Regions from separate parts of the Sus scrofa genome. Here regions 1 and 3 are each linked to region 2. A link is a contact called in public Hi-C and HiChIP or PLAC-seq data. All regions are on one chromosome and are shown on one strand. The core of a region is the stretch at or near the end of the contact, and the rest is flanking DNA. Distances in the headings are between cores, read along the strand shown. Region 1 has its middle 76 kb from the start of ACSL3. Region 2 holds the start of ACSL3 (acyl-CoA synthetase long-chain family member 3). Region 3 has its middle 53 kb from the start of MOGAT1.

Region 1 (3,323 bases), core at 278-2,777, 76 kb before region 2:
GGGCAGGGATCGAACCTGCAACCTCATGGTTCCTAGTTGGATTCGTTAACCACTGCGCCACAATGGGAACTCCGATCTTTATTTTTTAAATTTATTTTTATATTTTAGGGCTGTACCTGAAGCATATGGAGATTCCCAGGCTAGGGGTCCAATCGAAGCTACAGCTGCCAGCCTATGCCACAGCTACAGCAATGCCAGATCCAAGTCTGTGACCTACAGCACAGCTCATGGCAGTGCCGGATCCTCAACCTACTGAGCAAGGCCAGGGATCGAACCCACAACCTCATGGTTCCCAGTCGGATTTGTTTCTGCTGCGCCATGATGGGAATTCCTCATCTTTTTTTTTGTTTTAGATTCCACATATAAGTGATATCATGTGGTATTTGTCTTTCTGTCTGGCTTCCTTAACTTAGTATGATAATCTCTAGGTCCATCCATGTTGTTGCAGATGGTATTATTTCATTCTTTTTTTATGGTTGAGTAATATTCCATTGTATATTGTACCATATCTTCTTTATCCATTCCTCTGTTGATGGGCATTTATGTTGCTTCCATATCTTGGCTATGGTAAATAGTGCTGTAATGAATATTGGGGGTGCTTGTATCTTTTCAAACTATGGTTTTCTCTGGATATATGCCTAGGATAATCTCTTCTTCCTATAAACACACTAGTCAGGTTGGTTTAGGGCCCACTCTAAGGGCTGCATGTTAACTTAACCACCTCTATGATGGCCCTGTCTCTGAATACAGTCACACTTGGAGACACTAGGAGCTGGGACTTCAGCATATGAATTTGGGGTGGGCTGAGGCACAATTCAGTTTATAGTCATGGAGATGATAATATTTGTTTTCCTGTTACTTGGCCTTTTCTAGAAGGATATACATTAGGAATACTGTAAAGGTCTAAGCTATACAATTGTAAATGGCTAACCATTAGGATAGGATATCTAAGAAAAAAAGGGGGAAAAAAGAGTTTGCATATATATTCCAGACCGAAGCCTTTTTTTTTTTTTTGGTGTTTTTTGCCTTTTCTAGGGCCACTCCTGCAGCATATGGAGGTTCCCAGGCTAGGGGTCTAATTGGAGCTGTAGCCACCGGTCTATACCACAGCTCACGGCAACGCCAGATCCTTAACCCACCGAGCAAGGCCAGGGATCAAACCCGCAACTTCATGGTTTCTAGTCAGATTTGTTAACCACTGAGCCACAAAGGGAACTCCAGAGACTTTTGACATTTTTTTTTTTTTGCCACATCATTTATTCATCATAGGTTACAGACGTGACTCCACTGGCTTGAAAAATTGAAATCTGTTATTAGCTAACACAGCAAGGCAGAAAGTGGTGCCTAAAAAAACTTAGTGATTGGCGCACAGATCAGAGCCTGAGAGCAGCAGAGATGACCCCTTTCACTGTACGCAGGCCACCATTCGGTTAAATTTGTTGAGGTGAGGCCGGGTTAAGGAAGGTAGGAAGAGATGGTGGAAGAAGAACTTTGCTTTTTAGGTAAAAGTCTAACCCATGGCTATTAACAGCTCTCATAAACAAAGCCTCGTGGGCCAGTGGAGATTTGGCTTGACCTTTAGACAAACAGACTGTACTTCCTTTGTGGCGATTCTGCTACCCTTTCTTGGTCTAGCCAAGGACCACAGTGTGTACACGTGTGCATGTGGGCACACTAGGAGGTGGGGGACAGGAACTGGGGTTTAAGAAGGAGAGAAGAATGAACATAGCACTGATAGGATCATCCATCTGCGAAGTGACCCAGACCTCAGATGTTTTGAAAACGAGGCATTAATTCATTCCAGGTCTCTGTTAAGAGACGCATTAATCGGTTTAACAAGATTTGCTTGTTCTTTCACTGTGTTTCTTCACTGTTTCAGGACCATAGACACTAAGAATGCCAAGACAGATGGATCACAGTCCTTGGCCCCAAGAGCCTCTAATCTAGGAAGGCAGACACAGAAACCACCACAACAGGCACGTTTCCCCCTCGGCAGGCACACATTCCATGCCTAAAATTTAAGGCATAGCCTAGCACTCACTCCCCATAGGTGGAGGAGCCAAGAATTCTCAAAGCTCTTCCTGCTTGAGGCCTTGCCAGGGCCTCTCAGCTTTTCCAAGCCACACACCTTTCTCCTCGGTCTCCTCTTGGGCTTCATCTCTTCCTGTGTGTGAAGCGTGGAAAGCGGTCTTTCCCATTACAGCATCTTGCCTTGGCCTCTATTATGGACCGAAGAGTGATACCACCACCTCTCCACCTCCCCTCCCCTGCCCAACAAATCTATATCTATCTATCTATCTATCTATCTATCTTTCTATCTTTCTATCTATCTATCTATCTATCTATCTAGTCTTTTTAGGGCCATACCTGTGGCACATGGAGGTTCCCAGGCTAGGGGTCTAATCGGAGCTATAGCCACTGGCCTATGTCAGAGCCATAGCCATGTAAGATCCGAGCCACGTCTGTGACCTACACCACAGCTCACATCAGCACCAGATCCTTAACCCACTGAGCAAGGCCAGGGATTGAACCTGCATCCTCATGGTTGCTAACCAGGTTTGTTAATCGCTGAGCCACGATGGGAACGCCACACATCCATATTTTTAAATCCCAACCCTCAGCACCTAGAATGTATAGGTACTCCTGTATTTGGAGATAGAGTCTTAAAACAGGTAATTATGTTAAAGTATAGCCCTTAGGGTGGGACCCTAATCCAATGGTGCTGATGTCCTTTTTTTCTTTTCCTTTTTGGCTGCCTGGCGGCAGCCTATGGAATTCCAGACCAGGGATCAAGATCTCAGACACAGCTAAGGCAATGCCAGGTCCTTTAACCCACTGTGCTAGGCCGGGTATCTAACCTTCGTCCTGACGCTGCAGAGATGCCGGCAGCAATTCTGTTGCACCACAGAGGGAACACCAGTGTCCCTGATAAGAAGAGAGAGAGACAGCAAATCCTTCAGGCAAAGGTCACTGCTCCAAGTTCCTGTAACTGCTTCTGCCCCTTGCCCCTCAGGCCTAAGGCTGAATCAATGCCCCTCTTGTTATTCTTTGTGGCTTTTACACATCATCCCGGAATATTTTAAGTGGTCACTTTATGCTCTCCTTGAGTTACGTATTTTAATTGTTCCATCTGTTTTCTCTGGGGTCTCTGGCTTAGACAGGTCTATAGAAGGTTCTGAAATGTTATTAAATGAATGAATGAATGCCCAGTACAGGAAGCATGGGCCCTGGCATTGGACCAGAATTTAACATCAACTTAGGAGAGCAGGGTCAGGGGCAGCCCATCTATTTCCCATCACCCTTATCCACTGCCTGTAACATCC
Region 2 (3,633 bases), core at 840-3,339:
TTCTTTTTCTTTTTGTCTTTTTGTCATTTCTTAGGCTGCTCCCGCGGCATATGGAGGTTCCCAGGCTAGGGGTCTAATTGGAGCTGTAGCCGCCGGCCTACACCACAGCCACAGCAACGTGTCTGCAACCTATACCACAGCTCACAGCAACGCCGGATCCTTTACCCACTGAGCAAGGTCAGGGATCTAACCTGCAACCTCATGGTTCCTATTTGGATTTGTTAACCACTGAGCCACGACAGGAACTCCCTGAATTGATTTTTCTAAAAAGAAGGAAAATGCAGCCAAATTCTAAAATTCTCTCAAAAGCTCTAAGTAAAAATAAAAATGTACTGAAAGCCCATCTAAAAGAAAAGCAACTGTGCATGTATTATTTTATTTTAAAAATAAAACATGTTAGAGACTGGAAATATTACATTTCTGTTTATCCTAAGCAAATAAGATGAGAATTTAGAATTTTAATTCCAAAGAATATTTTCTTTTACAAATCTCTCTCTCTCCCTCTCTCTCACACCCACACAAACACACAAACATGGAAAGGGATAATGAAGAAAGATGTTAAGGTGTTGCTGGAATTCTACTAGTCTGCTTCACACTTATTGACGGAAAAAAAAGTTCCTCCTTTGGAAACTACATATTTTGCTAGAGGCTTTTCTTGGTTCTGGAACAACCACTTTTAAGGTATACTTCCTTTTGCATGCAGAATGGTGGCAATCTTTTCAGATAAGAAATTCTGCATTCCATTTATCTTCAGGGTGTATCTTTTGATAGCATTTCCTCAGATTAGGAGCAATGGAACCTCCTTTCTTAGTAGAAGATCAGGTTGCCTGAGTATCCTTTTTTTAGCAAGGTAAATTGGCCTGGGGCCCGAGGTGAGTGAGCCTTCTTTGCTCTCAGCCTCATCACTCCACCTAGCTCAAGTTGAGGCGGCATCACTGATTTTGAGATTTTCTTGAGAAGCAAGCTCCTGCTTTAGCCTGCGGTTGGCTCGTGAACGTCACCTTTCACCTACTTAAACACAAGTTTTGCATCGCGGGGAGGTTTACTATTCAAACAGCCATTTCTAGCGCCTTCATCACTTCAAAACCAAACCAAACCCTCTAAATGTTTTATTTCCTGTGGTATCATATCTGACTTAACGTTATAACTTCGTTCACTAATTCGTTGGATTTAAAAAAAAACCCCCTTCATCCCACTCCTATTTGTTTAATGAAAGTCAACTTTCTTATTGTGCACTGTAGCTATTGTTTAAGTCATTTGTGTTTTGGTTTGTTTGCTAATGGGAAGGCAGTCTACCTGTGTTCCGTGTCTTTTGTTTTTCCTTCCGTATTGTCTAACGTGGGATATAATGGCAACCTCCTTAAAATGCAGGAACACTTCTAGCTTCATAAGAAAAACATCCAAAGACGATAATTTGGGGTAAACTTTGTCCTTTGAAAAATATCAATCTTTTATAAATAGTGCACTGAGGGGAGAAGGGTTATTTGCAGGGTTCAGAGAAGTCAAAACAGGAGAAATAATAAACATGGTACATGGCTAGAATTTTTGAGCCCCTCTCGCTTCAGCCATTTCCAAAAATCATTTTATTTTAATAATTTGACAAATTTGTTCAAGAACAAAACAAGTAAACACGTTAAGAATGAAAATAATATGCGCATTTCCCTCTGATCTATATTAAGATTTATGCATTAGAGTAATAACTGTGTTTGTAAATCTTTTGGGGGCGGGGGGGTCGGAGTCTTTTTCTCCAGGAACGGCCTCCGCTGTAGACCCGGTCGGACCCTCCCCTCCTCCGCCAGCTTCCCGGCCGCGCAGCCCGGCTCCCCTCCCCCTGCAGCTGTGGTCCCATTCCTCCCCGCCGACGGCTCCCCGCCCCGCGCCGGCTGCGGCTGGGTCCCGTCCGCCGCTGCTCCGTGGAATGACCTGTAGTAACCCCGCCCCGCCCCCGGCCGCCCGCGCCGCGCTCCCGGCCGGAATTCGATAGGCCCAGCCCCGCACGCGCCACCGCCGCCGGGCCAATGGGCGGCGGTCTCTCTGCATATGCAACGAGCGCCGGCCGGGGGAGTGCGTCCCGGGCGGTTCGGCTCAACAGACGCTGGTCTGCCGGCGCCGGGGAGCGGAGCCGTGCCAGTCGCCGCGGACAGAGCTGGGACGACTGGGAGGAGTAGGAGGCGGCGGCTGCGGCTGCGGCGCCGGACCAGGCAGCAGAGGTACGCCCCCTTGCAGCGCGACTGCGGCGGCGGCTGCGTCAGGGTCCCCAGGAGGCGGCTCGGGGAGTGAATGCTCTGGGGGTGCAACCAGGCCTTCGTGGGCCGGAGTCGGGAGGAACCCGGGCCCCGGCGTTGCGGTGAGTGCGGCGCCGGTTGTGGGGAGCAGCGGAGCTTGGTTGGCGGCTTGGCCTCAGCGTGCGACCGAGCTGGGCCCGAGGGCGGCGGTGTTTTGGGGGAGGGACGCTGCCGGCCTGCTCGCCCCCCGGTCCCCGACGTAGCCGCCGATCCCGGCGCCGGGGGTGTGCGCGCCGGAGGTGCGGGCTCCCCCCGCGACGTGGGGAGAAGCAGCCGGGCCGGGTGGGAGGCGCCGCTGTGGGATCCGGGAAGCGGCTGAGGTGGGGCTCGGGCCGAAGGGCCCACGTGAACTGGGGGACCGCAGCGGAGCGGCCGCGCAGCCCGGGGGAGGAAGGACACACGGGGTCCCTCCCGGCGTTCCGGGGGCGGGGTGGGGTGGGAGGTTGGCTGCTTTCACTAGCTCGGCTCTGAATGTAGTCCCTGGGAGCGGAGAAACTGAGCCGCACAGGGGGGCGGGGGGCTTTGCTGCAGTGCGTGAGGAGAAATTGGAGGTGTGAGATGCGTCGACTTTGGTGGTATTTGTTCTGGCCGCAGTCGGTTCTGATGGGGCTGGGATTAATACTGTTGTTTCGGGGTTGGAGTTGAAAGTTTACCTTTCCCCAGGTGCATTTTAATTATACACTAGTTAGGGAATGTGCAATACCGAGCGACTGCTTACTGCCAGCAATCCAGTGAGGCTGAGATGATCAGACCCGTTTCACAGATGAGGAACCCGAGGCCCAGAGACATAGAACTCGTTTGTCTAGGCTGCATTTAGAAAATGTGCTCTAAGCTATTGTGTATCGGGCCCTTCAAAAATAGATAGGGCATAACGATGTCTTTGAAATTATTTGAAGGCTAGAGAGGGGCTAGGCTTCGTGTAAGTCATTATAGCTGAATAAAATGACAAACAGCTGACGCTTATTGAGCCTTTATTAACATTCCAGGCTTTGTGCTAAGAGCTTTATGCATAGTATCTCTAAAACTGTTAACATCCTTCTAGGGATCATTTTACAGCAGGAGAAACTGCCATTTGGGCCTAACTTTCCCCCAGATCAGAACAAGAAAGAAAAGCTGGGATTCAGACCCACCTGTCTGAAAATGCAGAGCTCTCACATCTAAGCACTATATTATGCTGCCTCTCCTCGGTAGCTGGCTGAAGTTGTCACACAGTGGATTTTTGTTTGGCTGCCAGGAGAGCTGTAGTTTGATGATACCTTCTTTTTTTTTTTTTTAGGTGCAACTATTTATTTATTTTATTATTATTTTTATTACTCAATGAATTGATAATACCTTCTGTTTATGATCA
Region 3 (3,652 bases), core at 1,020-3,519, 120 kb before region 2:
GGTTCGATCCCTGGCCTCACTCAGTAGATTAAGGATCTGGCGTTCTGTGAGCTGCAGAGTAGGTTACAGACTTGGCTTGGATCCTGTGTTGCTGTGGCTGTGGTGTAGGCCAGCAGCTGCAGCTCTCATTTGACCCCTAGCCTGTGAACTTCCATATGCTGTGGGTACCCTCCTAAAAAGACCAAAAAAACAAAAAACAAAAACAAAAACGCATTTTTACTTTCACCGTTGGCCCAAACATGTCATTGTGTTTTGTTTGTTTGTTTGTTTACAAATAATATTGTGATCTCAGTGATTAGGCAGTGTCCTCTGTAGCAACTGAGAGAAGGAAGGTAAAATGTGTCACTCAGCAATAGCAGTATCATCACTCTATTACATTTGGGCAAGTATCTGAAAATCCAGAACAGTTTCTCAAGATTTGTGCCTTGAGACAGAGATATTGCAGGTGTGATCAGTTATCAATTCCCTCATCCCTGGGGGTTGCTTTGGGGGACTGGAGTAGTAGGAATCTTTTTTTTTTTGTCTTTTGTCTTTTTTGACTTTTTAGGGCCGCACCCGCAGCATATGGAGGTTCCCAGGCTAGGGTTCTAATCGGAGCTATAGCTGCCAGCCTATGTCAGAGCCACAGCAATGCCAGATCTGAGCCGTGTCTGCGACCTACACCACAGCTCACGGCAACACCAGATCCTTAACCTACCAAGCGAGGCCAGGGATCAAACCCGTGACCTTATGGTTCCTAGTCGGATTCGTTTCTACTGTACCATGATGGGAACTCCCGTAGGAATCTTTTTTTGAATTTTTTGAAATTAAAGTATAGTTGATTCATAATGTGTCAATTTCTACAGCAAAATGATCCAGTCGTACATACTTTTTTCTCATAGTCCATCATGTTCTATCATGAGATTGGATAGAGTTCCCTGTGCTATACAGCAGTACCTCATTGCTTATCCATTCTAAATATGGAGCAGTAGGGAACTTTAGGGCTGCTGGAGCCCCTGGGGCAGTGAGAACTCCATCTGGCTGCCTTGTCCATTTACTCGCAATGCACTGTACAAATATCATCTTTACTCTCATTGCCATCAATCGAAATGTGCCCAGAAGGCATGCTTTGGAACTCACACCTGGTCTTTAGGTGCATCCTCTCTCTTGGTCTTTGCAGTAGCCTTCTGAATTGATTATTAATCTCCTCCTCCAAATGTAGGAAGAGAATCCCTGGGTACGTTAGATATTTGGGGATTAAAAAAAAAAAATCAGGAGTTCCCGTCGTGGCGCAGTGGTTAACGAATCCGACTAGGAACCATGAGGTTGCGGGTTTGGTCCCTGCCCTTGCTCAGTGGGTTAATGATCCGGCGTTGCCGTGAGCTGTGGTGTAGGTTGCAGACGCGGCTCGGATCCCGAGTTGCTGTGGCTCTGGCGTAGGCTGGTGGCTACAGCTCCAATTCGACCCCTAGCCTGGGAACTTCCATATGCCGCGGGAGTGGCCTTAGAAATTGACCAAAAAAAAAAAAAAAAAAAAAATCAGACATTCTACGAAAAGAACTTTATCCTATAAAATCAAGTTTTTAAAATTACCCACTGCTAGGGTTGGGTTATTTTCATCTTTCTCTGTGGCTACCCATGACAGACAATCAGCAGTTGTACCTAAGGCCTAAAAGAAGACTCTGTGACCTGAAGTTTCCTGAAACACAAGCCAGAAATAGGCAAAAAGAAGAAAAGGGTTCAGCCTGTTAGGCTGGTGCCTAGCGTGATGCTGTTTTGTTCCGCGTGGATAAAGGCTGCTCTCAAGCGTGAAGGACAGTGAGGTGCAGGGTGTTGAACGGTCAGAAGGAAGCAGTACTCCTCCCCAGGTCCTTCAGCATCGGCACCCCCAAGAGAAAGAAATTACTATACAGAAAACCCAGTTTACTTCTTGACTTCAGTCACAATTGAAAAAAAACATAATAGATAAGGGAGCGCCCTAGTTCACAGCAGAATTTGGAAGCAAGTCTCCACACCCACTCTTCTGCTGCACATTTATTATTCCCAGCTCCATTCTCATGTTGCCACGTCCCCTGGAGGGGCAACAGGACAATAAGCACCTTTTACTGCTGAGAGGGAGGTGGGAGGATGCAGCTGATGGGCTGACGTGCTGGAGGCTGGCTTGGCAACCACGGAACAAAGTGGAGAGAATGAGGGTGGCTCGGCCAACTCCAGTCCCTTTATTCACGGTCTGTGAAGATGTGATGAGGCCAGAGAAGCCAGGACAGAAGACAGTGCCCACATTGTTCTGCTGGACCGAGGCCGAATGGACTTCCTCCCTGGTTGTTTCTCTGGCCTCCTGAACTCCACTAGATGGCATTGTCCTCACCCCCGTGCCAGCTGCTGAAAGCAGGGAAGGGTTTGTGTGGGTGCAGACCGAGCTCTAGCCAAGGGTGTGTGGCCTGGCTTACTTGTTTCTTTAACTTCTAGGGCTGTTTGTCTGAGACGCTCAGCCCTGGGGCTGCTGCAGCTGGTCACATGTTTTATTTCCACTTGTGAACCAAGCTGGTGAGCTTTGAAAGGGAATCAGTCCTCTAGGGGAACAGAGAGCGAGGAGAACCTTCTATTTATGCAAATGAGAAAAACAGAGCCCCAAAAAGGCTGAATCGGTTTCCCCAAATCTCAAAACTGCTTGGTGAAAGAGGCAGGGAATTCTCCCCTCCCGGGGGTTTGCCACTTCCTGGGTATGTGACCTCCGTCAAAGCACTTAGTTTCCCCAAAGCTTCAGTTTTCTCATCTGTAGAGATTATAAGAGCATTTTCTATGGGAAAAGGAGCCACGATTCATCAAAAGGGCACACTCCGCTGCCTGAGCACACAGTACCTGCGGAGAGGTTGGCTTTATGTTATCACTGATTCCTGGTCTGTTTCTCTCTGTTCAGGTTTGTTAGTCTTCCCTGTGCTGATAACCAGCTGTAAGAATCACAATAAAAGCCTCCCATTTGTGAAAACTCATGGAGCTACATCGAAAAGGGTACATTGTACTCCATCTAAATAAACTGGAGAGTTCCTATTGTGGCGCAGAAGAAATGAATCTGACTAGGAACCATGAAGTTGTGGGTTTGATCCCTGGCCTCGCTCGGTGGGTTAAGGATCTGGCATTGCTGCGAACTGTGGTGTAGGTCTCAGACACAGCTTGGATCTGGCGTTGCTCTGGCTCTGGCATAGGCCAGCAGCTATAGTTCCAGTTAGACCCCTAGCCTGGGAACCTCCATATGCCGAGGGTACAGCCCTAAAAGGACAAAAGCCAAAAAAAAAAAAAAAAAATTAAAAATTAAAAAACAAAACAAAACTGGGAGTTCCCTGGTGGCCTAAAATTTAAGGATCAGGCATTGTCACCACCGTGGCTTGCGTTCAATCCCTGGCCTGGGAATTTTCACATGCCATGGTGTGGCTAAATAAACACATAAAGTAAATAAATTATAAACTAATAAACCTGAGGGTTTTTATTTTTTATTTTTTAATTTTTTTTAGGGCAGCACACACAGCATAAGGCAGTTCCCAGGCTAGGGGTCGAAAATTGGACCTACAGCTGCCAGCCTACACCACAGCTATGGCAATGCAGGATCCAAACTGCATCTGCAGCCTACACAACAGCTCGCAGCAACACCAGTTCCTTAACCCACTGAGCAATG

What was found. Hi-C and Micro-C count contacts between places; a contact is called where the count stands out from the background. HiChIP or PLAC-seq counts read pairs in DNA pulled down with a chosen protein or histone mark.
Region 1: a Hi-C map of liver shows a contact between it and region 2, with 1.9 times the contacts expected there. The contact joins the enhancer-like site here to the promoter of ACSL3 in region 2. A contact is called at or near these places in 1 of 5 promoter capture datasets (liver) and 3 of 47 Hi-C or Micro-C datasets (embryonic fibroblasts, liver and skeletal muscle).
Region 3: an H3K27ac HiChIP or PLAC-seq map of skeletal muscle shows a contact between it and region 2. The contact joins the enhancer-like site here to the promoter of ACSL3 in region 2. A contact is called at or near these places in 8 of 47 Hi-C or Micro-C datasets (epiblast stem cells, fetal heart ventricle, fetal liver and 4 more) and 1 of 2 datasets of contacts at active chromatin or transcription factors (skeletal muscle).

What each region holds. Positions count from the first base shown.
Region 1 is chr15:124,664,679-124,668,001 of Sscrofa11.1, forward strand. No RefSeq gene overlaps it. Among named protein-coding and RNA genes, the nearest start is that of ACSL3, 76 kb to the right of the region's middle. Within about 2 kb of position 1,528, at least 6 of the 83 cell types and tissues checked have an H3K27ac peak or open chromatin away from gene starts, as enhancers often do. A contact at or near this core is called in liver, where this site is marked.
Region 2 is chr15:124,739,925-124,743,557 of Sscrofa11.1, forward strand. It overlaps ACSL3 (acyl-CoA synthetase long-chain family member 3), which reads left to right and starts at 2,090. Exons shown (of 16, transcript NM_001143698.1): 1 at 2,090-2,210.
Region 3 is chr15:124,619,817-124,623,468 of Sscrofa11.1, forward strand. No RefSeq gene overlaps it. Among named protein-coding and RNA genes, the nearest start is that of MOGAT1, 53 kb to the left of the region's middle. Within about 2 kb of position 2,270, at least 17 of the 83 cell types and tissues checked have an H3K27ac peak or open chromatin away from gene starts, as enhancers often do. A contact at or near this core is called in skeletal muscle, where this site is marked.